3 separate regions of the Pan troglodytes genome follow, and regions 1 and 3 are each linked to region 2. Evidence: chromatin contacts called from public Hi-C data. All regions are on one chromosome and are shown on one strand. The core of a region is the stretch at or near the end of the contact, and the rest is flanking DNA. Distances in the headings are between cores, read along the strand shown. Region 1 overlaps PLB1 (phospholipase B1). Region 2 holds the start of PPP1CB (protein phosphatase 1 catalytic subunit beta). Region 3 overlaps PLB1 (phospholipase B1).

Region 1 (4,437 bases), core at 1,618-4,117, 160 kb before region 2:
ACATCTGATAGCCAGTTTTTCTGGTCACTTTCAACCCTGAGATTCTGGGATTTGTTCTATGCCCTTAGGGTCATGGGACCTGGCTGCCATGCAGGGACAGAGCCCCTTCTGCCTTGCACCCTACCTCAGGTAAGCCCCCTATGGCACAGCAGGACCCAGGGCCCCTCCACAGGGGCTGCTATGCCGGTGAGTCCTCTGACCTGACTTTCACACTCACTAAATGGCACAGTGACGGCCAGTGCTTGCTGTCTGCCTGGGTGGTCACCTGGGATGAGTCCTTGTTTCGCACCACTCTGGCTGGTGGTGACACCATGCCCAGCAGGCACCAAGGCACCTGGGACCAGGAGCCGTCTCCTGCCTACCTGCGCCTCTTAGAGCACAAGCAGAGGAGCCCTGTGAGCACACCCTTGGTGGCTCAGCCCAGTGGTGGGCCCCAGTCCCAAGAGGAAGCTGGCTCTGTGGCCCTAGGCTCTGCAATCACTGCCGCCTACAGTAGGGCCTGGAAGTTTCCCTGGGCTGTTCAGAAGAGATGTGGGGGCAAGGAAAGGCCCAACATGACTATTCTCAGACTCTTGGTGGAAATTCAGAACCCACCTTTAAACGGGCTGCACGTCAGGTCCTGCACCTCGTCTTAATGTGGTTTGATGCCCGTCTAGTTGTGCACTCAGGCCATGGCTGGCATCTCCCATGACCACTGGCACTAAAATGGGCTCCTACTCTGCCCTGCCCTCCCTCCCACCTTTCCCTTCTTCCTTCCCTCCATCTCTCCTTCTCCCTTTCCCCACTTTTCTTCTTCTCCCTCCTTCTCCCTCTCTGCACCTCTCTTTCCCTGTAGGTCCAGGATTAGTTGTGTCTTACAGGAAAACTGTCCTCATATAACTTTGCCTCCTTGGCACTGTGCACACCCAGCCCTGCATGACCCATTGCTCATGCAGATTGTGTTTTGGATCTTGCTTGAAGCCAGAGGCACTAGAGTGTGACTGTGGCTTCCCTCCTGCAGCCCTAAGTGTGTCCACTTGTCTTTCCAGTGCATGCCCTGAGACCTGCAGACATCCAAGTTGTGGCTGCTCTGGGGGATTCTCTGACCGTAAGGACTCTTGGGCCCCAGGTGGTTTGGGGATAACTAGGCCAGCTCCAGATCCCAGTCCTCTTAACTTAAGGGTCTGCATGCCTGTCCTCTGCCTTATCTTGCCCCTCTACCTGGCTCTGTCAATCCAAGAGCATGCCAGTTATTTGATTTGTGGCCGCTTTCTCAAACAGATATGCAGAGGAAATCTTTTTTGGGAGTGAACTGAATTGTTTCTGCAGGCAGAGATTTTGAACACCCAATAACACTTTTTTAATATATGTAAAAATATGTCATTCTGACTCAAAATTCTCCTAAACCTCCCTGTGTGAGTGCTCTTTTTCCTTTGGATTATGCTTTATAATCAGCTGAGACCCTTGCATCTGTTTCTTCTTTGCATCTGCACGGAAAGCAGCAGGACTCCTTAGTTGTGGATGAAGCTCTGCTCCTAACTTCCAAGAAATGGGGCTATTTTACTATCCCAGATCATCACTTTCCAGGAGCATGTGCAAGGCCTTGAGAATACCTTACAGAATGCCCCAGAGGGAAAGAGGAGAAATGTGAGACTTAGGAGAGATCTGTCCACTGCAGTCGCTTAAGCCAATGAGCTCTCTCTTCATGCTCATAAAGAACGTAGGGGCATAACAGTGGGAATGACATTATTAACACTCTCTGACGTTTGTAAAGCACTTGAGAGTTTTCAAAGTGGTTTTTACAACTGTAATCCAATTTGATCCCCAAAACACTCCCTGTGAGATGAGCAGGGCATGTCCTCAGCTCAGCGAGGAGGCAGCTAAGAGTTGGGGAAGGCACACAGCTGGAGAGGAGGATGGCAGACTTAGAGCCAGGGGCTCCTGGTCCCATGTCTGCTCCTGCCACCACGAGTGCATTGGGAACCCCCTCTTTGGAAGCCCTGTGCATTCACAGCCTCCCTGTTCTCTGACTTGCTAATTTTCCTATGGACTCTGGTATATTTTCAAAGGCTGGCAATGGAATTGGCTCCAAACCAGACGACCTCCCCGATGTCACCACACAGTATCGGGGACTGTCATACAGGTAATGTTAACCTTTGACCTCTCCCAGGGATCCCCCCACAACAGAGATTAGGTGTGGCTTTGTCTCCTGTAAATATGTAAATCCCAGAGGTCGAAGACTTGGTCTGGAAGGGGCTTTCAGAAAGAAAAAGCTATATATTTCTGCAAAATGTGAACATTTGGTGAGTGGAGAGGATATTTTACTGTTGATAATCTTTTTTTTTTTTTGATTGTGCAGAGAAAGTAAACCAGGGGTCTTATCAGACTCCTGGGTCAGCAAATCCAACAGGAAATGCACCAGAAAAGCACCAAATCCCTGAATCTTCACCTCCCCGCTTGCATGTATACGTGTACACGTGGTGTTCCTACGTCTCTGTTTACTGTCTTTATGTGTTTATTCATGTTGTCTTGTAGTCACACAGCTGCCTTTACATATATGTACACATCTGCACAGAAAACCTCTGAAATCCATCGCACACTTCGAGAGGGCATAACCAAGACACAATCACAATCAGCCATGTCTTGAAAGATTAGCAATTCGACAAGAGGAAAGGGTGAGAAAGGGCATCCCGAACATGGAAGTGGAGAAGCTCAGGGTGTGTCAGGCGAGCGGTTGCGTGTAGATATTCTCAAGTTTCTTTCTCTCCTAATAAAGTTCTCATTCCTGTAGGCTTCAAAGTAAGTGGCGAGTAGCTCAGAATTTACCTGGGAAAACAACTAGAACGAAGCTGGCCACAAGGGGGCAGCGTGCTAATGAGTGGCAGAGCCAGGACAGCACCTTTGCTGCCACCTCCCTTTTCTTCTAAGTCAGTTTGCTTCCTGGGGAAGTGACAGGGAGCAGGGAGGGGGTGATCAAGACTGTGACGGTTCTCTGGCCAGACCTGAGCAGAGTCCCAGAGAGGATGGGTTTCCAGGGTGAGAGGGAGGCGCCATCACTCAGCCTGTACCACCCACAACGAGGACCTAGGGTGTCCTTAGCATGAGGACATCAACCTCTCAAGAACAGAGGTCAGTGCCTTCCTGCGCCAAGGTCCCTGCGTTTCCACAAGTCCTTGGTCAGGTACCTGGTCCTAACAGGCTGCCATGGAACAAATCAGAGCCTCACTGACTCACCATTCTGCTCCTAATGAGGCTACAAGAAAAAAAACCAGAGGAGAGAAAGCAGAGCTTATTACAATCAGGAAAGAGCATGAGGTTCTGGCAGCTGCACTTGGTCTCAGCTAAAGAAGGCAATGACCTCATACGATAGCATGGGAAACAAAAATCAAGTAGACAAACCACATTGCAGGTGATAGATACGCGACGTGCACCTGGTGGGGCAGCCTGGGGAAGTGAGGTGATGTGCCCAACTTTAAAACAGATCGACCAGCTGGGCTCCTGGGATTCAGATATGAACCAGCAGTCCTCTACTAAAAGTTTCTTTCTGCAGCGATGGGAAAATTCAGCCATTGCTCTGTTTCTTCCAACAAGTGACGTCCATTACAGCCTAATGTCTCAATCTTTTAGTTCTAGCTCTAAGGCCTCGGGTTCAATGGCTGCTGTCCCTTTAAACCCTTCATTTGTCCTAAATGTTTCAAATAGCTGCCCCCAAATGCACGTGTGTTAAAGATGGAAGCTCTAGGTCGGGGTCTGAGAGACAGCTTGACACTTGGTAGAATACATAGACTACTGTGTCTCAAAGTGTGTTCCATGGAACATTAACTCCAGACCTGTTCCTGGAGAAGAGAAAATCCTTTGTATCTGAGGGGGAAACATTACTATAACCTTCCTTTGGGGAATTCATGTGTGTATTAGCATATTAAAGGCTCTCATAAGGCCTGCAATGCAGAAATCTATTTAAGTTTTATCTGTTTAACCCAATGTTTCCCTTAATTCCAGAACATTTTCTTTGTTCATAACACCTGTTAACACCTCCTGAAAGTGTTCACCTAGTAGACTTATCTGAGAAAAGCAATTTTTGAGCCGTTAAAGCTTCTAGATTGGAAAAACTAGGCAATTAATGATACTAGATCAATTCAGAATGCAATTTGAGCCTCTTCCCCCTAGGAAACAAAGTGAAAAGAGTGGATCTCATGGAATTAGGGGAGAAGTAGACCCAGAATTCATGGGGGGTGGGTGGCTGTGAACAGGACCTGCAGAAGAGGCTTGGCTGTGAATATTTCCAAGGCCCCTTGACCTGTGAGATTCTGTAGTGAACGGTTCCAGCTTTGGCCAGCTTAACAATGTGCCGGGCCCCAAGGTCTTGAGAGCATTGCCTTTTCTTCCATTGAAATAAGTTTGCTTGTTTGGGACCATTCAAAGGATCAAAATAAAATTTACTTACCAAAAAAATTGCCT
Region 2 (4,353 bases), core at 824-3,323:
TTCTTACAGTGGCCCATTCCTGCCCAAGACTCCAGGCACTGGAAAACCTGGTGGGGGTGGAGAAGGTAACATCAGCAGGCAAGTACTCAGAACCACTCTCCTATCTCCTACCTCTTCTTCTCACGACCTCCAAAACTCTGCTGAGACCGGCCTCCCTCTGCCTCACTTGTGGTGATTTTCTCTCGGATGCTCACTTTCTCTCTGTGCAATCTTTCCTTTGGGTGTCCCTTGTCTTTAAACATGTCTGCGTATACTTGAACTCTAATTGTGGACAGGGTTCAAAGTTCTTTTTCATGGGATTCATGGGCCCCATGAAAATTAGAGGCTAAGTAGGCATCTAAGTAGGAGCATTTACGTGCTCCCAGGCATTCTGTTACACTTAAAGAGGCTCATGGAAGAGATTTGGGCAAGTGGTATAACTCTACAAGCTGCTATATTCAAGTCCTAGTTCCAGCTTAGCCAAAACACCTACTCCGATTGCAACTGATCTTTTTCTTGGTTGCTAGAAAACTGAGAGTCATATGTGTGGCCTACCTCCAGCAAACCAATAGGACCTTACATCATGCATTTTGCATACAAAACTGCTGGCTTAATCTTATCTTTCACACTCACGGTTTTCTTTTGTCCTATTTTTCTCTGTACTTATTTTTAATTTACCCTGCTGTACACATTTATGTAAACTACGTTAAATCCTTTCCTCTGGAATAAAGTAGGGTGTAAATAAATTTAACAAAACAACAAAGAGTGATGATGAGCCAGGTCTTCACTCCTGAAGGCCTCAAAACGAACTGGCAGTGATCTGTGAAAACTACAGAGAACTGCCAGTTCATCTCCACAGATTACTGCAGTCTGTGAAAACTACTCCAGCCAGGACCACCATTATAGCCTGCTGCCTGTTGTGTTCACAATCGATGCACAAACTCAATCCTGAAATGGAGAGAAAAATAGGGGAAAAAAGACATTAGGAAATCCTAGCTCTATGTCATCTGGACACTAGAAAGCACTTGGTTGGACAAAGCTTTTTCTCCCCCACAGCACATGCCTGTTTCAGCATCTCAGCCCACATTCACGGAGAGGGAGAATATAGCAATTGTTAAGAATGCAGACTCTAGCACTACATGCCTGGGTTTGAATCCCAGCTCTGCTGTTTATTTGTGTGATTTGGGCTAAGTTTTTTAACCGTCTGTGCCTCGGTGAATCCCATCTACAAAGTAGAGATAATAATAGTACCTACCTCACAGGGCAGTTGTAAGGATTAAATGAGGTAACCCGGGTGTAACATTTAAAACAGTGGCAGAGTACATACAGGGATCTGAACAAATGTTAGCTACTATTAGTGATATGTGAGTGGGGGAAGCACACTGCCTTGGACTTGAGGCAATATCAAGTCTGAGTTTCTGGAAAAACACTTGTGGAATAAGTAAGGGCTGGCCACCTCCTAAAACCGGACAAAAGATCTGGCTTGCCTAGATCCTTAGCGTGACTGCTTCTCCTCCTGCCTTTCTAGAGGCAGTATTACGTGATGGAAATACTTGGTGGGTGCTGTGGGCACAAAGATAAGTTAGTGTGTTTTTATCCCCTAGGAGCTGAGTCGAGAGTAGGAGAAAAATGCATAAATAATTACCAGGTAGGATGATTAAGCAATATACTGGAGGCAGCAACAGAAACACACCGTGGAAAAAAGATACCCACGGCGTGGATGAAGATATGAGATGTGTGAAAGCGCTAGACACAGGCAGCCATCTGCACCCATGTAAAACTGGATTATTGCGGACTCCTACAAGGCCCACTTTAACGCTTCTTTCAACCAGAATCCCTGCAGAACTAATTTTGTAGAACCGCCGGGGATAAAGACCTTTATTTGCAATGTCGAACTCCAGCAGAGTAACCCCTTTTGCTTTCCACACGCGCAAACCCGGGTCCCAAACGCTGCAGTTCGCGTTTCCCGGCTAACGGAAGAAACACGAGGAACTGTTTGCAGATCTAGGCGATGAAGCCAAAAAACGGAAAGCGAGGTCGAAAGGGCGCAACCACCACGTCTGGAGGAGGCCAGTGAAGTAGAGAAAGGGGAAGGTCAGCCCAGCCCCAGCGCGCTCTGCGTAACCGGGACTTCCTCCGCGCGGCAAAGCCGGGGAACCTCCCTGGCGCCTGCGCCACCGCGGCGAGACTCGGCGCCGTGGACGTGGAGAGAGGGCGACGCACCTGCGCGAAGACGGCAACGGGAAAAGCCGCTCCAGTGCGGTTGCGCGGCGGCCCAGGCGCCGAGGGGAGCCTCGGCGGGGAGCGCGCCGCGCGCCTGCGCGGAGAGCTGCGTGACGCGGCGGCGCGCAAGGGACGTGCGGAGTGAGTGGCGCTGCGGGTGGGGCCGTCGGCGGCGCTGGTGAGCTTTGCGGAGCTGGGCGGTGCCGAGGAGGAGGAGGTGGCGGCCTGGGTCTGACGCGGCCCTGTTCGAAGGGGCCTCTCTTGTTTATTTATTTATTTTCCGTGGGTGCCTCCGAGTGTGCGCGCGCTCTCGCTACCCGGCGGGGAGGGGGTGGGGGGAGGGCCCGGGAAAAGGGGGAGTTGGAGCCGGGGTCGAAACGCCGCGTGACTTGTAGGTGAGAGAACGCCGAGCCGTCTCCGCAGCCTCCGCCGCCGAGAAGCCCTTGTTCCCGCTGCTGGGAAGGAGAGTCTGTGCCGACAAGATGGCGGACGGGGAGCTGAACGTGGACAGCCTCATCACCCGGCTGCTGGAGGGTGAGTGCGCGCCTGGCCGCGGGACAGAGGGAGGTCGGGCACCGCCGCCGACCCCTGCGTCCCCCTCTGCCGCCGGAACGCGAGGGGACCCCTTTCCCGCCCCGAGACGAGTCTCTGGGAGCGCGGCGCGGCGGACGAACCGAGGAGGGGGCGAGGAGGCTCTGGGCGCGGGGGAGCGGCCTCTGGGAGCGCGGTCAGGGGAGATCGGGGGAGAGGGGGCCGTTCCCGCGGACCCTCGGGGGCCAGGCCCGCCGGCCGAAGGCTGTGCGGAGCGGGTCTGCGGGCGACAGCCTTTCGGAAAGGCCGCCGGGCTCCGCGCGCCGTGGTGCTCGCCTCCGGTGACCCGAGGATGGGGAGAGGATGCCTGCCCTGCCACCGGGCTTTGTGCGTCCGTGGAATCACTGTTCTTCTCTGTTCTCTTTGTGCATTGCCCTTGGCTGCCTCCGATTGTCGTTCCGGGAGTGAATTTTACGTATATATATAAAAACCTGTCCTTAACAGGACTGTTTCGTCTGCTCTGCATTTTTACACAATGCTATATAGAATGGATTGTTCTTAAAGAGAGGATAAAATTAGCGGGAATTAATCTACCGTTTGTTACTTGGCCTAAAAAAATTGTAAGACAAAATATTTGCTCAGGTTGAAGATGCACGTCAGAAATGTGATGTATGTAGATGGGTTTGCTGAAGGGATTGGCTTTTGCATTTGATTTGAGCAGAGCTTAATTTCTGCACAAACTTAGTGAAAATCTATTTTTAAAGCCTGTCTTGTATTCGAAAGGTATTTGCAGGTCTACGCAGCATTTGAACTTTCCGGGCTCAAGTGTTCTTATTGAATAGTTTTATGTTGGTGGGAAGGCAAGGGGGGAAAACGAAGAGGTGGACTAGCCGGGAGTTAAATGTATTGATTCATTGCAGGATATTATTCAAAGTTAAATGCAGTCTTCTGCCAAACAGTCTCTCTACCCTAAAGTTTTCGTCATCAATAATTGTTTTGTGAGTGTGTAGAAAAGCCTTTAATCCTTTTTAAACAATTTAGAGGCCTCTTTGTTAGCCGCCGTCCAACGATTGCATATGTATTGTTTGCTTTCAAATTACCTTAAGATAATTGCTAGAGTGAAGCAATATGTACTTATATTTGGAAAATCATCAAAGAATATTGTAATGGGGGAGGGGTAATTCCTTTTTCTCAAAGTATGTGTCGGTATCTCAAACCCAAGTTCTGTGAGTACCTGTTCTGTAACTAAATACTGTGTATTTGCTCCAGATGTGAAAGCCATCCAGCAGTCTTAAGACTGAATAGGAAGCAAAAGTTTTACCAGGAACTCTTATTTACCTTTTCCTTTACTATCAAGTTATTCCTGGGAGGCCCCCTGGTGCCTGCAGTCAGTGTTCACTACCTAAGACTTTGTTTCAGATGTGAACATCTTGCTGGGTCTTTGAGAAATTTGCTTTGAAAATAATTGTATTTTGTAACTATTTTATGAGGGAAATACAGTTAATTTAAAAATGTGTATGTCTTGTTTACATTTGGGAAAGTAGAGGCCTACTCCTTTTTATTTTTATTTTTTTATTTTTATTTTTTGAGACGGAGTCTCACTCTGTCGCCCAGGCTGGA
Region 3 (4,361 bases), core at 876-3,375, 190 kb before region 2:
GCTTCATACACTGCTTATCACAACCTCTTCCTGCCCGGCGGGGCCTGACATCACCTGCTCCCAATTCCCTGGTCTCCTTGAAGATACTCTCAGGACAAGGGGTCATCACATCTCGGCACAGCTGCTCAGGGGTTCCTAGGGAGGCAGCACTTTGGGTGTGAACCTGCCTGGCAGGTAGCAAAGGAACTGGGCACCAGAGAGCAGGGATCACACCTGGGGGGCCTCTCATGGAGGCCAGCCTTCACCCCCAACTGCCTGGGAGGCCAGTCTCAGCATGCCCTTCAAAATGCTCAGAAACAAAGTGCTTTAGGCAAGGGACACGCACCTGGAGAGTGTCCACATTGTGCTTTCTTCAGCTGATGATGGCTACGTGGGATTTCATTTTATTACTACATTTTAAACTGTGCATAGGTGAGATATATTGGTATAAAAGGATAATGATGTATTTCCTTTTATGATATACTTCACAACTTTAAAAAAATGAGAAAAACAGGACCCTGAAATGTATCCTTTTGAAAAGGTACAGTCTAATTACAAGAGCACTTTTGCTGGACAAGTTTTACTTGGTCTTGGCCTAGGCAGGGTTTCTTAGAATGAAGCAGAGCTGTGAGTAGCACCAGGCATTCCCAGTGGGCACTCTCAGTCATCTCTGAAAAGGCAGGATACATATGGAGACATGGTGCCATCTAGACCCTAGATCCCAGAGAGTGCCCAGGTGGTCCTGGCCAGCATAAGAACATAGACCTTTTGGCAGGTAGGCAGAGGTGGGCCACTGGGGAAAGCAGAGAAACTCACCCCCTCATTCTTCCCTCTCAGGCAGGCAATGGGGCCGGGTCCACACCTGGGAACGTCTTGGACGTCTTGACTCAGTACCGAGGCCTATCCTGGAGGTGAGTGAGGGTGTGGCAAGGCCCCAAAGGCCCCTTCATTGCAGAGCAAGGGAAACCCCCTGAGCGTTCTAGAAAACAACGCCTTAAGCAGAAGGGTGGGCCGTTTTGTTCTTTTCTATGACCAACTTCTAGGTTTAATTTGAAAAAGGTATTCACCAGCCTCCTCAAACCACTACATTGCCCAAAACAGTAGCTGAGCCTTGAGCCAGGAGTCTAGGAGAGAAACTACATAAATGTTTGGGCTGGAAATGCTTCTCTGGCTTCCATTTCTCCCTCTGTGATATAATCTCAGAAGGAGGCAGTGGCCTGAGTGATGCACAGATCATTGCCTTTGGAACCAGAGTTGTAGCTGAGCCCTAGCTGCCCAGTTGGATGTAACCTTGGGCAAGTTCCCTAACCTCTCTGAGCTTCTCTCCTCATCTCTGATGCAGAAATAATGCTACTACCTGAGCACTGTCTGAGGGCTAGAAAGAATTTAAGTGTCCAGCACAGTGCTTGACACCAAGTATCTGGTAGTTGGCATTGTTATTATAGGGCCTTTATTTTGCAGATGAGGAAACAAGGCTCAGAGAGGGCAAGTAACCTGACCAAGATCACAGAGCCAGAAGGTAAAAAGATCAGGAAGCAGAGCAGATGCTTCCTGGCCCCCATCAGTGCATTCCCTTATCCTGTATCACTTTGGGCAGGCTTATTTCTGCTCTGTATGTGATCAAACCTCTGCTGCAAGCCCGGGCAGGTTTGGTGTTTCCTCACCTGGAATCTGGCATCTCTATCTGACACCTGCTTTAACCTGAGTGCCGAGTCTCTGGCATCCTTCCTCACGTTGCAGCACAGTTAAACCCAAACATTTGGGGGAACCTTTTAGATGCTCCTAGACACCCTTGGCACAGAATGGGGTGGGGGGTGTGGAAAAGCAGGGAATCCAATCCACTCTGGAATGCTGCATATTTGCATGCCTAGAAACCCTTCTAACTTTGATCACCTTGGAATTTTATTATTGGCTTGGAAGATGGCTGACTCTCTAGAAGACACCTTTTAAAAACGGCTTTTCCAAGCCAAGCAGGAAGAGAAAAGAGAAAAAATAGGGCCAACTTTTTAAAAACTACGTTTACACCAATAATATTAATGCACGCTGCAGTGGCTAGTTGGAAAGGGGCTGGCAGACGAGGGACTACTTCCCCTTTGAAAGCAGGGGTGCAAGGAACCAACCTACCTCCCCTGCCCCAACATCAGCGAAAATCAGCCGCCGGTTTAAAGCTGGCGTTTTGTTTGGATGTGCTGGCCTATGGGGAGGGGAGTCGTATTCTGGTTTGCTTTTTCCGTTTTTCTACTGAAGTGATAGGGAAAGGGCAAGCTCCAGGCCCCTGGGCTGTTTCTCGGGAGACGGGCGTTTCTGTCTAGTGTCTGAAGGGTCTCGGCGTGGCTGCATTTTAACCCTTCATTTTCTTTCTTGGACCCACGTTACAGCGTCGGCGGAGATGAGAACATCGGCACCGTTACCACCCTGGCGAGTGAGTACGCGGCGGCGGCCGGGATGTTTGGTTTGGGGCGGCCCCTGCACGCTTCCCTCTCCCCCTGCAGGTGGCGCGGGCCTCGGGAGGAGCCCCGGCTGCAGGAGCCCGCTAAATTCACCAGGGGGCGCTGCCTCCCGAGGCTGCCGCCCAGCTCCGCTTCCGACAGTGACGAAAGCCTTAGAGTTGGGGGTGGAGCGGGGTTCGGGGCTTGGGGGCGGCCAGGGGCGGGGAGGTGTCGAAAAGAAATTGTCTTTGACCAAGGGAGGAAGAAAGTAAAGCGGGGAAAAAGATCACATCTTAGTGCAAGTCATTAAAAAGTGATTCAATAATCTGGCGTGAGATCAGAGAGAATAAAGAAAAGTGATTCAAGAAAAAAGAAAAAGAAACCCGGTTGTGCGGCGCCTGCCTTTCCCAGCAGATCACCCCCGCGAGAGGCATCGATCCAGGCACCTGGGGCGCAGACACAGCTGCGCACAGATATTGAATTGCGGGGTTGCTGTAGGAACCGCTGCTATTGCCGCAGGAGGAGATGAAGTTATCTTGTGCATGTTGTGCAGACACAGCCATTTTGGGACTCAACACTTTCCTTAATTTACTTTCCACCAACCTGCTCGGAATGATTTCTTTCTCTTTTTTTTTTTTTTTTTTTTTTTTTTTTTTTTGAGATGGAGTCTCGCTCTGTTGCCAGGCTGGAGTGCAGGGTGGCGCCATCTCAGCTCATTGCAACCTCCGCCTCCCTGGTTCAAGCGATTCTCCTGCCTCAGCCTCCCGAGTAGCTGGGACTACAGGCCCCCGCCACCACACCCAGCTAATTTTTGTATTTTTGATAGAGACAGGGTTTCACCATGTTGGCCAGGATGGTCTTGATTTCCTGACTTTGTGATCTGCCCGCCTTGGCCTCCCAAAGTGCTAGGATTACAGGCGGAATGATTTTTTAAAGTCTGATTATATTCCTTGAAGGGTCTGATCTTATCTTTTTAAAATTCTCGCCAGTGCATACACATCTCCCTGCTTGTTTTTAAAGTATGCGAGCGATACATGTTTAAATTGAATTCTTCCCCTGGAATCTTCTGGCTGATAATTTTGCCTGGGAGGAATTTAACTGGTCCCATTTTCATTTACTTTCCTGGTACATAGCCCTTTGTAATATATATTTAGAAGCTAACAACTTGAAGCCACCAAGATTTGGATGAGGGGGACATCATAGCTTAATCTCCACATAGGCAGAGCAGAGCTGAGCAGACTTCACGTTATCTGTTTTGGTTATTTGTAAATCCTGTCGAATTTAGGTAGACAGGGTTCTGTGCCACAAGCACTCCCTGCCTTCTTTATATCTAGGTCTACACACATGAGCTATAAATCAGTTCCTCTATTGCTAGGAGATGGTTCAGGGTGCTTTTGTGAGTGTGATGAACTTGGCTGTGGGATGGCCCAATGTATGCAATAGCTTTCTGGGCTCTTTACTTCCCATGCTCGTATTATGGACAAGATAATTGGATAATATTTGGCTTCACCTCTTTCACCAAAGTAATTTACAAAGGATTGAGACAATGTTACCCCACAGGTGGATGACTCCCCTGACACACTTAGCCCAGAAATGGATTATCCGCTATTTAGACTCTTCTTGCTAGAGATGTGAAGACTATTTGATTGTAGGGGCTAGATAATCCAGGGGGAAGTAACTATATGGAAACGTGTTAGAAAACTCGTAAGAATGTAAGGGCAGAACAGAATCCCCGTTCAACCCCCTGTTCAATTTAATCCAGCAAATATTCCAGTGCTGAGTGCTTGGAAAATAGGAGAACAGTGCTCCGATGACATCACCAAAGTGTCTTTGGCAGCATGTCTTCCTAAAGACAGACACATGACTAATATTTATAGATGTGTACAAAGCTTAGGGGAAAATAAACATAGAGGCTGTTAACCCTGTCTTCTGAAAACGAGCATCAAGAATTAG

The links. A called contact is a pair of places that touch in the nucleus more often than the background predicts.
Region 1: a contact with region 2 is called in a Hi-C map of stem cell-derived neural progenitor cells, with 2.9 times the contacts expected there. The contact joins the enhancer-like site here to the promoter of PPP1CB in region 2. A contact is called at or near these places in 3 of 7 Hi-C or Micro-C datasets (blood, induced pluripotent stem cells and stem cell-derived neural progenitor cells), 1 of 1 datasets of contacts at active chromatin or transcription factors (stem cell-derived excitatory neurons) and 1 of 1 other capture datasets (stem cell-derived neural stem cells).
Region 3: a Hi-C map of stem cell-derived neural progenitor cells shows a contact between it and region 2, with 2.8 times the contacts expected there. The contact joins the enhancer-like site here to the promoter of PPP1CB in region 2. A contact is called at or near these places in 1 of 7 Hi-C or Micro-C datasets (stem cell-derived neural progenitor cells) and 1 of 1 datasets of contacts at active chromatin or transcription factors (stem cell-derived excitatory neurons).

Annotation. Positions count from the first base shown.
Region 1 is chr12:94,253,706-94,258,142 of NHGRI_mPanTro3-v2.0_pri, reverse strand. PLB1 (phospholipase B1) reads left to right here. Exons shown (of 60, transcript XM_515372.8): 33 at 69-129; 34 at 1,029-1,087; 35 at 2,049-2,122. Among named protein-coding and RNA genes, the nearest start is that of PLB1, 120 kb to the left of the region's middle. Within about 2 kb of position 2,867, at least 5 of the 24 cell types and tissues checked have an H3K27ac peak or open chromatin away from gene starts, as enhancers often do. A contact at or near this core is called in stem cell-derived neural progenitor cells and stem cell-derived neural stem cells, where this site is marked.
Region 2 is chr12:94,095,228-94,099,580 of NHGRI_mPanTro3-v2.0_pri, reverse strand. PPP1CB (protein phosphatase 1 catalytic subunit beta) reads left to right here and starts at 2,073. Exons shown (of 9, transcript XM_063789201.1): 1 at 2,073-2,343; 2 at 2,598-2,736. The coding sequence starts at 2,685.
Region 3 is chr12:94,281,000-94,285,360 of NHGRI_mPanTro3-v2.0_pri, reverse strand. It overlaps PLB1 (phospholipase B1), which reads left to right. Exons shown (of 60, transcript XM_515372.8): 21 at 817-890; 22 at 2,358-2,401. Among named protein-coding and RNA genes, the nearest start is that of PLB1, 97 kb to the left of the region's middle. Within about 2 kb of position 2,125, at least 13 of the 24 cell types and tissues checked have an H3K27ac peak or open chromatin away from gene starts, as enhancers often do. A contact at or near this core is called in stem cell-derived neural progenitor cells, where this site is marked.